2 separate regions of the Anas platyrhynchos genome follow, and region 2 is linked to region 1. A link is a contact called in public Hi-C data. All regions are on one chromosome and are shown on one strand. Each heading gives the region's core, a stretch centred on a gene start, on an enhancer-like site or on the middle of the called end of the contact. The rest is flanking DNA. Distances are from core to core; before and after follow the strand shown.

What was found. A called contact is a pair of places that touch in the nucleus more often than the background predicts.
Region 2: a Hi-C map of subcutaneous adipose tissue shows a contact between it and region 1, with 1.9 times the contacts expected there. The contact joins the promoter of LOC113845171 here to the promoter of PSD2 in region 1. A contact is called at or near these places in 3 of 8 Hi-C or Micro-C datasets (liver, skeletal muscle and subcutaneous adipose tissue).

Annotation. Positions count from the first base shown.
Region 1 is chr14:12,016,955-12,021,655 of IASCAAS_PekinDuck_T2T, reverse strand. PSD2 (pleckstrin and Sec7 domain containing 2) reads left to right here and starts at 1,590. Exons shown (of 15, transcript XM_072023363.1): 1 at 1,590-1,706.
Region 2 is chr14:12,268,153-12,273,199 of IASCAAS_PekinDuck_T2T, reverse strand. It overlaps LOC113845171 (SLC35A4 upstream open reading frame protein), which reads right to left and starts at 1,930. Exons shown (of 3, transcript XM_027468547.3): 1 at 1,781-1,930; 2 at 1,611-1,709; 3 at 1-1,536. The coding sequence starts at 1,795. The coding sequence ends at 1,339. The region is part of intron 2 of NDUFA2 (NADH:ubiquinone oxidoreductase subunit A2); the gene reads left to right. SLC35A4 (solute carrier family 35 member A4) reads right to left here and starts at 817. Exons shown (of 1, transcript XM_005009969.5): 1 at 1-817. The coding sequence starts at 817.

The sequences.
Region 1 (4,701 bases), core at 341-2,840:
ATCAGAATCATAGAATCATTTAGGTTGGAAAAGACATCTAAGATCAAGTCCAACCATCAACCTAGTACTGTCTACCACTAAACCATGTCCCTAAGCACCACATCTACACACCTCTTTTGAATACCTCCAGGGATGGTGACACAACTACTTCCCTGGGCAGCCTGTTCCAATGCCTCACAACCCTTTCAGTAAAGATTTGTTTCCTAATATCCAACCTAAACATCCCCTCATGCAGTGTGACGCCATTTCCTCGTCCTATCACTTGTTTGAGAGAAGTGACTGACCCCCATCCCACTACAACCTCCTTTGAACTAGCTGTAGAGAGTGACAAGGTCTCCCTTAAACCTCCTTTTCTCCAGAATAAATAATCCCACTTCCCTCAGCCATCCTCATAAAACTTGAAGGTTTCTAGACCCTTCACCACCCTTGTTGCCCTTCTCTGGACATGCTCCAGCACCTCAATATCCTCCTTGTAGTGAGTGGCCCAAAACTGAACACAGTACTCGAGGTGCAGCCTCACCAGAACTAATTACAGAGAGAAAATCACCTCCCTAGTCCTGCTGGCCACACTGTTTCTGATACAAGTCAGGATGCTGTTGGCCTTCTTGACCTTCTTGGTTCAACTGTGACACACTTGGCTCACCTATGACATATTTGTGCCATAAATTTATGGTGGTGCTGGAAAGGGAAGAATTTCTCCTAAACAGCAGCCATGGCTTCTGGTCTATAGTGCATCCCACAGGGTACCTGGGTTTGCAGCTTGGAAAAGCCAGCTCCCAGGCAGTCCGGGTGGCAAGGCTAGCGAAAGGTTCCTGAAGGCAGAGTGAGAGCTGCTTTTCACAGCAATCAAAGCAAGAAAAACGTAAGCATTGTCCCTATGCTGATCTAGAAACCTTCAGTTTGCAAGCAGGTGCCTTTTGTCTCTCATATGATCCCACTAATTTCAGAGAAACTTTTGAACCTAACTGCTAACCAAACTGGGACTCAATTCAACATGATTGACTTCTACAAACAAGCAGCCCTGTGTTTCCAGCAGCTCTGTCCTGACAGATGCTGAACACTTCTTAGGGCAATAGGGTGGGTGTGAGGGGTGCCCAGAGAAAGGAAAACAAAGCTCATGTGGGTGAGGGGCACATAAGAAGAAGGGGCATAAGGAGGGAAGGATCACCATGGAGCAGACAGTAAGGCAATTTTCATTTCCATGGACATCTCTCCAGGGCAGCCTGATGTTAAAGGAGTTTGTAGCTTTACATTACCAGTCATTACCCCATCGAAATTATCAAAACAGGTGATGGACAGATGGATGGTTGACAATTAGGCCAGCTTAACTTGGGTTCAAGGTTCAACGAAGGGGGTGGGGGGGGGAACCTTCTTTTGGGGTTTGATCCTCTGCTTCGAGTGCGGGCGGCAAAGACGTTGTGGAGCATCCCTTTCACCAAGAGCCGAGTAGGGAGGAAGAGGAGGACGGCTGGGCTGGGCTGGGCTGGGCTGGGTTCGGCTCGGCTCGGCTCGATCCCGGCTGGGCGCATCCCTCGGCCGCCCCTGCAGTACCGCCCCGCTCCGCACCGCGTCAGGCGCCCACGGCTGCGGCTCGGCGGCGGCACCCACCGGCACCCGGGCGGCAGCGGCACCCTGTAAAATGTCCGTGCCTGTGTCACGCAGGGTCTCCCACTTGCCACAGTCTGGTCTCTGGAGCATGCATCCAGGTAACTTGTGCTGGGGAATGTCCTGGCAGCTGGGTCCTGCATCCTCGCTGCCCATCCTGCCCACCCACCGTCCTCTGCACTGGGCTTCAGGACCCCTTTAACATCCTTGTCCATATCGTATGGGGGAGGCAGAAGAGGCCGAGTGACTTCTTCCCAACCCAATGCAAACACCTCAAGGAGCAACTCCAGCAGCAGCTTGGCCACAGCAGCGCTCAGGTCCCCGCACACTTATCCTGCCCGCAGCTTCCCCTGCCCACCCTGTCCCATCCACAGCTTGCAGGTGGCCCTGATGAGAAGAGCGTAATGTCTCTGACCTGAAACCCCCCAAAAAAACCTTCTCTGTCGATTAAACTCCTTTCGCTGATGCTGAGCTCTTCCTCCCGGCCTCAGCCCCTTTCTCCCCACTTTACAGCTTTCCATCTCTCAGCAGCGCTCCAGCCCAGCAGGAAGATGCTGCGCGCACGGCTCCATCCACCCGCGCGTGGGGCTGCGCCGGGCGGAGGGCAGGGGCTGCCTGGGGGGGTCAGGAGCTGCCTGGGGGTTAGGGTCTTCCCCCCCACGGGGGGGTGCGCTGCCTCCTCGTTCCCCATCCCCGGTGCAGCGGGCGCGGTGAGGCCGCCAGGGGGAGGCAAAGGGCGCAGCGGCGGCAAAGGGGCGGCAGCGACCGGTGCCGGTGCCGGTGCCGGTGCTGGGTGTCCCGGAGCGGCTCCCCATGGCCGCGCTCCGCCGGGACCCGGCGAAGCGGGGATGCGGAGGAAGGGTGAGTGCACACCCGGGATGTGGGCGGCGGAGGGGGGTCGGCCCGGAGCCGGGGGGTACGGGGCTCAGCGGGGGGAGCCCCGGGAGCACCCGCAGGTGCCCCCTTGCCTCGCCCGCAGGTGCCCCGCGGCCCCCGGGGCTGCTCCACGGGACCACGGGAGCGTGGCCGGGGGTGGCGCGGGGTGCGGGGAGCCGTGGTGAGCACAAGGAGAGCTCCCCCTGGCCTGGAGAGCCGCCCAGGAACGAGCACTGGAGGGCGGGAGGAGGGGGGAGAGCGCTAAGCCTGTGCTCAATCACGGCGTTGCTATCTCAAAGGGCTGCAGGGCTGCTCAGGAAGGATTTGGTGTGCTGGTTTTGGAGGGTTTGAGGCTTGGCAGAGGGCTTTTCAGAAAGGCTTTTTCTGCACGCGGTTTCCCAGCCAGCTGCTTCCTTGCGCCGTGCCTCTCCAACTTTGTTCTGTGTAGCAGAGGAGGCTCAACAGAAGCGTCGTTTCAACTACGATACAGTGATGTGTAACTCATAACCCGAAGAAGCCAGGTTTCCTATACTTTAGCCAAGCCCACCTTTCTATAAAACAGGCATGGACATCCTGGTGATGTCGGGACGGTGCTCAGGTCTTTGCTGTGGCTCTCAGTCTTTCTCTCCATCCCTGAATAGGACAGAAGAAGTAGGCTTATCCTGCCTGCAGTACTTTCCCACAGAGCAGTGCCCTGCAAGTCAGCTCTGAACGGGACACAGTCTGGCTAATAAACACGAGACATGATTGTGAGGGAGCTTGCACTAGGGCTGTACTGCTGCTGCCTGGCTGTGCATGCAGCCGTGAGCGCCAGAGCTCAGTTGTGCCTCCCTGCAGGGCTCTAAGCAGGATTCCTGTGCTTGGAAATGGGTAAGAGGCATTGAGCTTGATTAATACCCCGATGTAGATGGAAGGCTGAGAAGCAGAATTAGAAGGGTGTGAGCTGGATGACCCTACTCAAATTGATTTGCAGGTCACCTTGCTCCGATAGACAGAAAATGCACCACAAAGGTTTTGGGCCTTACCAGGTACCTTTGCAAACAAAGTTGGCAAAGTTGCTAGCATGGGATGCTGTCTCACTGGGACTAGAAGCTCTTGGTTTAAGGAGCTGTCTTCTCATGCTCTTAAATATCTTCAACCTTCAGTTTGTTGTCAGTCCCTTCGTGTGGTGCTCATCAGAGGAAAGCAGACCTTGCCTCAGGATTAGGCACTATTTGTTGGTTAGAATTTAGCATGTCTCCTTTTACCTTTTTGTTGATGTACAGAGGAAGGGATGGAGGACAGGTTCAATGATATCAGAATATCCTATAAATTAGTTGGCTTTTCCAAAATATCTTATTAAAATAAAGTAAAATGTTTTGACATTGTAGAACTAAGTTCTTTCTTGTGGATTTCAGATGATTCTTAGCTAGAAATGCCTTTGCATGGGATGAAAAATGTTATGGAACAAGTAAAATAATGCCTCAAAGCAAGTACTTTTGGTTCTCACTGCCTGGCAAATATTGGCATTGATATGGCAGGAGAAGGGGAGAAATAGTTTCTGAGTCAAGCTTAAGGGAGGAGGCTGCTCTTTGGGGTGGCAGAAGTGACGCAGAGGGGGTGACCTTCAACAGCCTGCTTTTGTCCAGCTGTGGTAATCTTCTGCATCACTGGGCCATTGCCTTAGCTTAGCTCAGAGCCAGCTGTAGCCTACACCCTGGTGCTGGCAAACTACCTTTCAATGGCTTGAGGTGAAAGGTGCCTTCCTGTCTTCATTGTTGGGCCCTTGACTAGGGCTCAGGCAGCCCTGGGCTGGAGATGGTGGTCTCTTCTGCCCCAGTGCTTCCTGTCATCTTTGGATTTTCATCACCCATCCCCAAAGCAGCATCCTCCTGGGCTGCTGGGAAGAGCAGGGCCTGTCCCTGGGGAGGGGAAGTGAGGATGCTCATAAAGCAGTCTCCATGGCTCAAGATGGACTCAGTCATCAGGTTAGGCCAGAAACACTCAGTTCAGAGTCTGCCGAGGGAAGAAGTCACCCCAGCGTAGCCCCCAGGGATGAGACTGATGAGGGTCTCTGTGGATGTGGACTGCTCAGTAAACAGTGCCGACTGCTGCATTTGTTCTTGTGGGTCTTGGACTGAATGTTGAATAGCCCGGGGCTCTGTCTGGGTACTGCTGTGTTGTAACACACGGTCCCGGGGGGCCCAGCTGGTCATGCAGCTCTGGCTGGACTGCAGGGGA
Region 2 (5,047 bases), core at 681-3,180, 250 kb before region 1:
TGCTGTGCTTCATGACCACAGACATGATCAAGCCGTTCAAGGCCTGGCTGACCACAATCACCAACACCCAGGAGGAAAAGCCCTCCAAGAAACCTCTCTCTGTGCTGCTCCAGAAATGGCCGATCAAGTTGAGCAGGACGCCAAAGAAGTAAAGGAAGAGGTTCTGAAGGCTGAGAGGCAGAGCCTGGGTTTTCAGGATAGCTTCTGTGTAGACAGCTGACAAACCTGATATCAGGCAGTACACCGAGATCAGCAACAAGCCCACGAGCGTGATGTGCAGCTGCATCCTGGAGGGGCTGCTAGAGTCCTGTGGGTCCTGCAAGCCTCCAAGGCTGTAGCTCACCCCAGCAGCCATCAGGAGGAAGAGTGCCAGCCACTTGCGCATGCAGAGTCTTTGACGCAGGAAGAGGCTGTAGAGGAGCGCAGTGCTGACAATCTTTAAGTTACTCAGGACCTGGTAGGTGCTGGGATCCATGAAGAGCTGCATGTGAACCACCAGATTGTTGTTTGCAGCATAGAGCAGGGCAGAAAGGGCAAAGGGAACGACGTGGTGCCAGGACACAGCAACTCCCAGCAGCTGCCGGTCCCAGGTCAGCAGGAAGAAGAGGGAGAGCACCAGCTTTGTCAGCTCGACGAGAACCACGACGGATGAAGAGCTGAATGGGATTGTGCCATCCACCTTGCACAGGGTCAGGAGGGGAGCGTGGGAGCCGTACACAGCCACAGACAAGAGCAGCATCAGTCCCCACAGCCCCCGCTGTGACACCCTGGGCACAGGGCTGAGCAGAGCAGCAGTGGCTTTACCAAACGTACCCATTTCCAGGAGGCAGCCAGCAGGGATGAGCTGCTACCAGCGGGGAGAGGCCAGATAGACTCACACCCCGGCACATTCAAGAAGAAAGCGAATACCATGAATTTAATGAGCCTGATTAAAACAGGATATTACCTGTTACATTTCTGATACAGAGGAAAGGAATGGCTTTGTTTCTCGTTAAGGGGAGAAGCAGAAGTCTCCCCAGGAAACCACACAAAGCTCGCTCCTAGGGCAGGGCACCCGCTCAGTGGAAGGGCATGGGGGCAGTGACAGCGGTTTGGGGGCTGCAGGGAGAGAGGACAAGGGAGCAGGCAGCCGGCACGTCCGAGCTGCTGGGGGTGAGGGTATGGTTGCCCCTCACCGTCACCGGTTACCGACACCCCATAACCAAACCGGGGAGCATCTCACAATGATCGGTGGGTGCGAAGCCCTCGTCCAAGGGGCAGGAGCAGCACGCAGGGACACAGGAGCCTCCTGCCCCAGCAGTGCCACTGACACAGCCGCTGCCGGCCGGGTTCCCCTGGCTAGTCCCCACCTTTCCTCAGGGAGCTCAGGTAGTCCCGGACCGTCTTCTCCACGTTGGGCACGGCGTAGTTCTGCGCTGCGTAGACACCCGTGCAGGTCCCCACCACAAAACCCAGGACGGCCGAGAAGCGGAGTTTCGCTACGAGGTAGCCGGCCAGGAAGCCCTTGAGGAAAGGAGAAGCCAGCAGGGAGCCATTCTGCGGGGACAGAGAGGAGTGAGGTTGCGGGACGGGACGGGGCGGCAGAGCCGTCCGGCCCCAACCCTCCTTACCTGCCCCACACCGGCGTGCACCTCGTCCTCCACCCGCCGCTGCAGGCTCTCCAGCTGCCCCTTCAGGAAGGCGAGGTCCTTCAGCTTGGGCAGCGGGTCCTAGGGAAACACACAAGCTGCAGCTCCGTGCCCGCGGCGCCGTGCCGGGCCTGCCCGGCCGCCCCACTCACCTTATCGTCCGCCATGCTGCCGCAGGCGCCGCCCCGCCTGAGGGCGGTGGGAGAGCCCGGCCCCGACCGCCGCCATTTTGAGGCGGGGCGGCGCGGAGCCGGCCGGGCGCCATCTTGAGGCGGGGCGGCCCCGATGTGCTGTGATGGCGGCGGGAAGGGAAGGGAAGGGAAGGGAAGGGAAGGGAAGGGAAGGGAAGGGAAGGGAAGGGAAGGGAAGGGAAGGGAAGGGAACCACTGGGCTGTGAGAGTGGCTTGGCAGACCCCAGCACCAGAGTCCTGAACAACACTGATGAGGAAACAAGAATGACTCCCCAAAATTAAAGCCTTGAACTTTCTAGGAGCTGGCAATTGTTTTGAAGCAGGCTGTCGTGGCTCTGGAGCAGTCACGGTGGTTTCTCTGTGGGGCTCTGCTCCCAGCAGAGCAGGTTGCTCGGGGTGAGGCAATCAGACAAAACCCCCCAGCTCCCATCTCATGTCTCAGCACATTTCCTTGCCCGCTTTGCAGCTGCTGAAGCAAGGTTACTCGTGTTGCTTTGCCTTCTCAGCAGCTGAGTAGATGTGTTTTGCTGGCAGAAACCAGTAACCCTGGAAGCCCTGCGTCAAGACAGAGCAGGGCCCCAGCAACACAGCACCTGCAGCCCAAGCACACTGCTGCCACTGCCATCTCCTTCCAAAGGAAGATGGCCCCAAGAAAACATCTTGTTTTGGGGCCCCAGGGCCACGGAGATATGCTCTGGCTTCAGTCTGATGTATTTACTGTAGCACATTCAGGAGCAAAAATGGCCTCAGCTCCTCCTTTGCCCTGGAGCAAGCACATGAACAGGGTGTGTACCTTCCTCTCACCTGCTGTGGGATGGAAAAAGCGCCTCTTGCTCTGCCTGGCTGCCTTTCCAGCTCTCATGTTTTGTTTTCCTGAAGAGGGGGATGAATCATCAGCTGCTACTATCCTGTGAGAGGACTTCAGGAATGGGGAAGCTCTTAAACAGCAAAGGAGAGACTGCATCCAAGTGACCTAGTTGACAGCTGCATCTCTGCCAAGTTACCAAGTGTACCTGCAGTTTCCAAACAATAAAAGCACAGCAGGGTTCAGCATGGCCTCCAGGGACTCAGCTCTCCTTCAGCAGCCACTACACCAGTGACTGGGGCATTTGGCTCCACTTGATTGGTTTGGGAGCCAAAATGGGAGGTTTGGTGTCGGTCTTTGGGGAAACCACAGGCAGGATGCTTGCTTGGGTGCTACAGAAAGCGGAATCTCTTCAGATGCTAATAGCTACGAACAGGCAATACAGGAAGCTGATTCATGTGCTGATAGAGTTTCCAGAGAAAAGGCTACTTTTCACCCCACTCAGGGAACAGGAGTAGACAGGGTCTTCTACTTCCAATATATATGTATTCGTATTTAAACCATGATATTAGTATTGATTTATGAGTGTTTTATAGCCCCGTGAATGGAACACATCAATGCAAGTAGCTGAGATCGTGCTTTCGATACAGTTTGTAAGAGGAAGGGAAAGAGCAAGGTGGGACAAAGGAAGTGTGTGTAAAGAGGCAGTTAAAGAAAAGAACCCGAGGAGAATGCTCCCCTCCCCACAGAGGCTCACTGAAGGGAGAAAAGTGGGCAGAGAGCAGCAGGGATGTGGACATGGCTTTTGGCTGACCTCTCCCAGCTGCAGCAGCATTGCCCAAGAGCTCAGCACAAAGAGGAGCTGGAGTTGTGTAGTCCTTCTGCAAATTAGGTCTGTTGCCATGGATTAAATGCACGAAGAACTGCTTTGTCTCAGTTGTGGCCATCCAGATTTTGTTCCCAAGAGTGGAAATGATGTGGCATGTTGCTCTTGTGTGGTTTCTGCTCAGCTTTTCCTGTGGTAGCTCCACAGCAAAGGATGCCCAAGCTGCTGGGAGCAGTGCAAACTGATGGGCACAAATGCACTTGCAGGCCTGCCAGCTTCCCTTTTTCTACCTTATTTTGTCCATGGATTAATGAAAGCAAAACCTAGTTACTGCTCCATCTGTGGAGTTGTCTGAAAAAAAAAATATATATATATATGGCCAAAGCCTTGAGGAATAAAGCTTCTTTTTCAGTGAGGGGCAGTCAAGGGGACACCTCATCCCCTGCACATACGAACAGTGATCTGTCAGCGCTTGACTCAGCATCCTGCTGACACACTTTGTTCCTTGGTATTTGGGCTGGTTCACCACGAATGTGATGTTGTCTTCCAACCTGTGCTGTGCTGGTTTGTGGCTTCCTCCAGGAGGCTTCATGCCTGGCAGCTGCTCCCAGTTTCTTTTCAGTGTGAGCACGTTCGTTCTGGGACAAGGCTGGTGTCACAGGGATGCACCTCTGGAGGGAGGATGGCTGGGATGTGGCTCTGTTCCTGCACCCAGTGCAAAAAACACTCTGCTGAGCTGTCTGGGAGGAGACCACCGACCAGGCCAGGCTCTCAGCCCGCTGCTCAGAGGGACCTGGGCTGGAAGCTCTGAAGAGGGGTCCCTGGGACCTCTGTACTCTGCCCAGCCTGGCAGTGCCCCTCACCCAACACTGTGAGCCGTGGGTGGCACTGCAGCCCCCGTGGGGGTGCCTGTGGTGGCCGTGAAGCCCCCTATGGCAAGTCCACGTGGTGGCTTTGCAGACCCCATGACAATTCCATGGGTGATCCCATAGTTTGCTGGGAACAGAGAGCTGGTGAGCTGGCCTTTAGGACATGAAGATGGAACTTACCAATGAATTCAGAGACTCACCTCCTCACTGGGCTGCAAGGATTAGAAGGCAGTTCCTTTTATATTGCTTCAAGGGGAAAAAAGTCAACAGCTTCCACTACATCTCATTGGGGGAAAAAAGCACTCTTCAAGTAAGGTGCTCTGTAACCCTTGCCCATCACGCAGAAATAACCCTTTTCCCCTACATGAGCTTTGCACTTATTTTTGCCTTTCTTTGTGCAGAACCAAGTCATGCTGGGGACCTTACTCAGTCTAACCCAGCCACTAATGCTACCTGCTAAACATAAGTGACAGCACTAACAGCTTGGGAAATAGGAACTATAGAAGCAAACCTGACTAATTGAAAGAAATTAATGTTTTGGATGCTTGGCTAACAATTTAATTGAAAACTGGGGTGCTGGGCTGGATGTATCTGTTAACCCCATGCACACTATACCAGGATTTAAAGGCTCAGGTGTGAGCTTGCAGTTACAGCATGCAAGAGCATCGAGCCAGCCCCACGAAGGTTTCTGGGCTGTCTTGCTGGTGGCTCTCAAATTTAGTTTATAC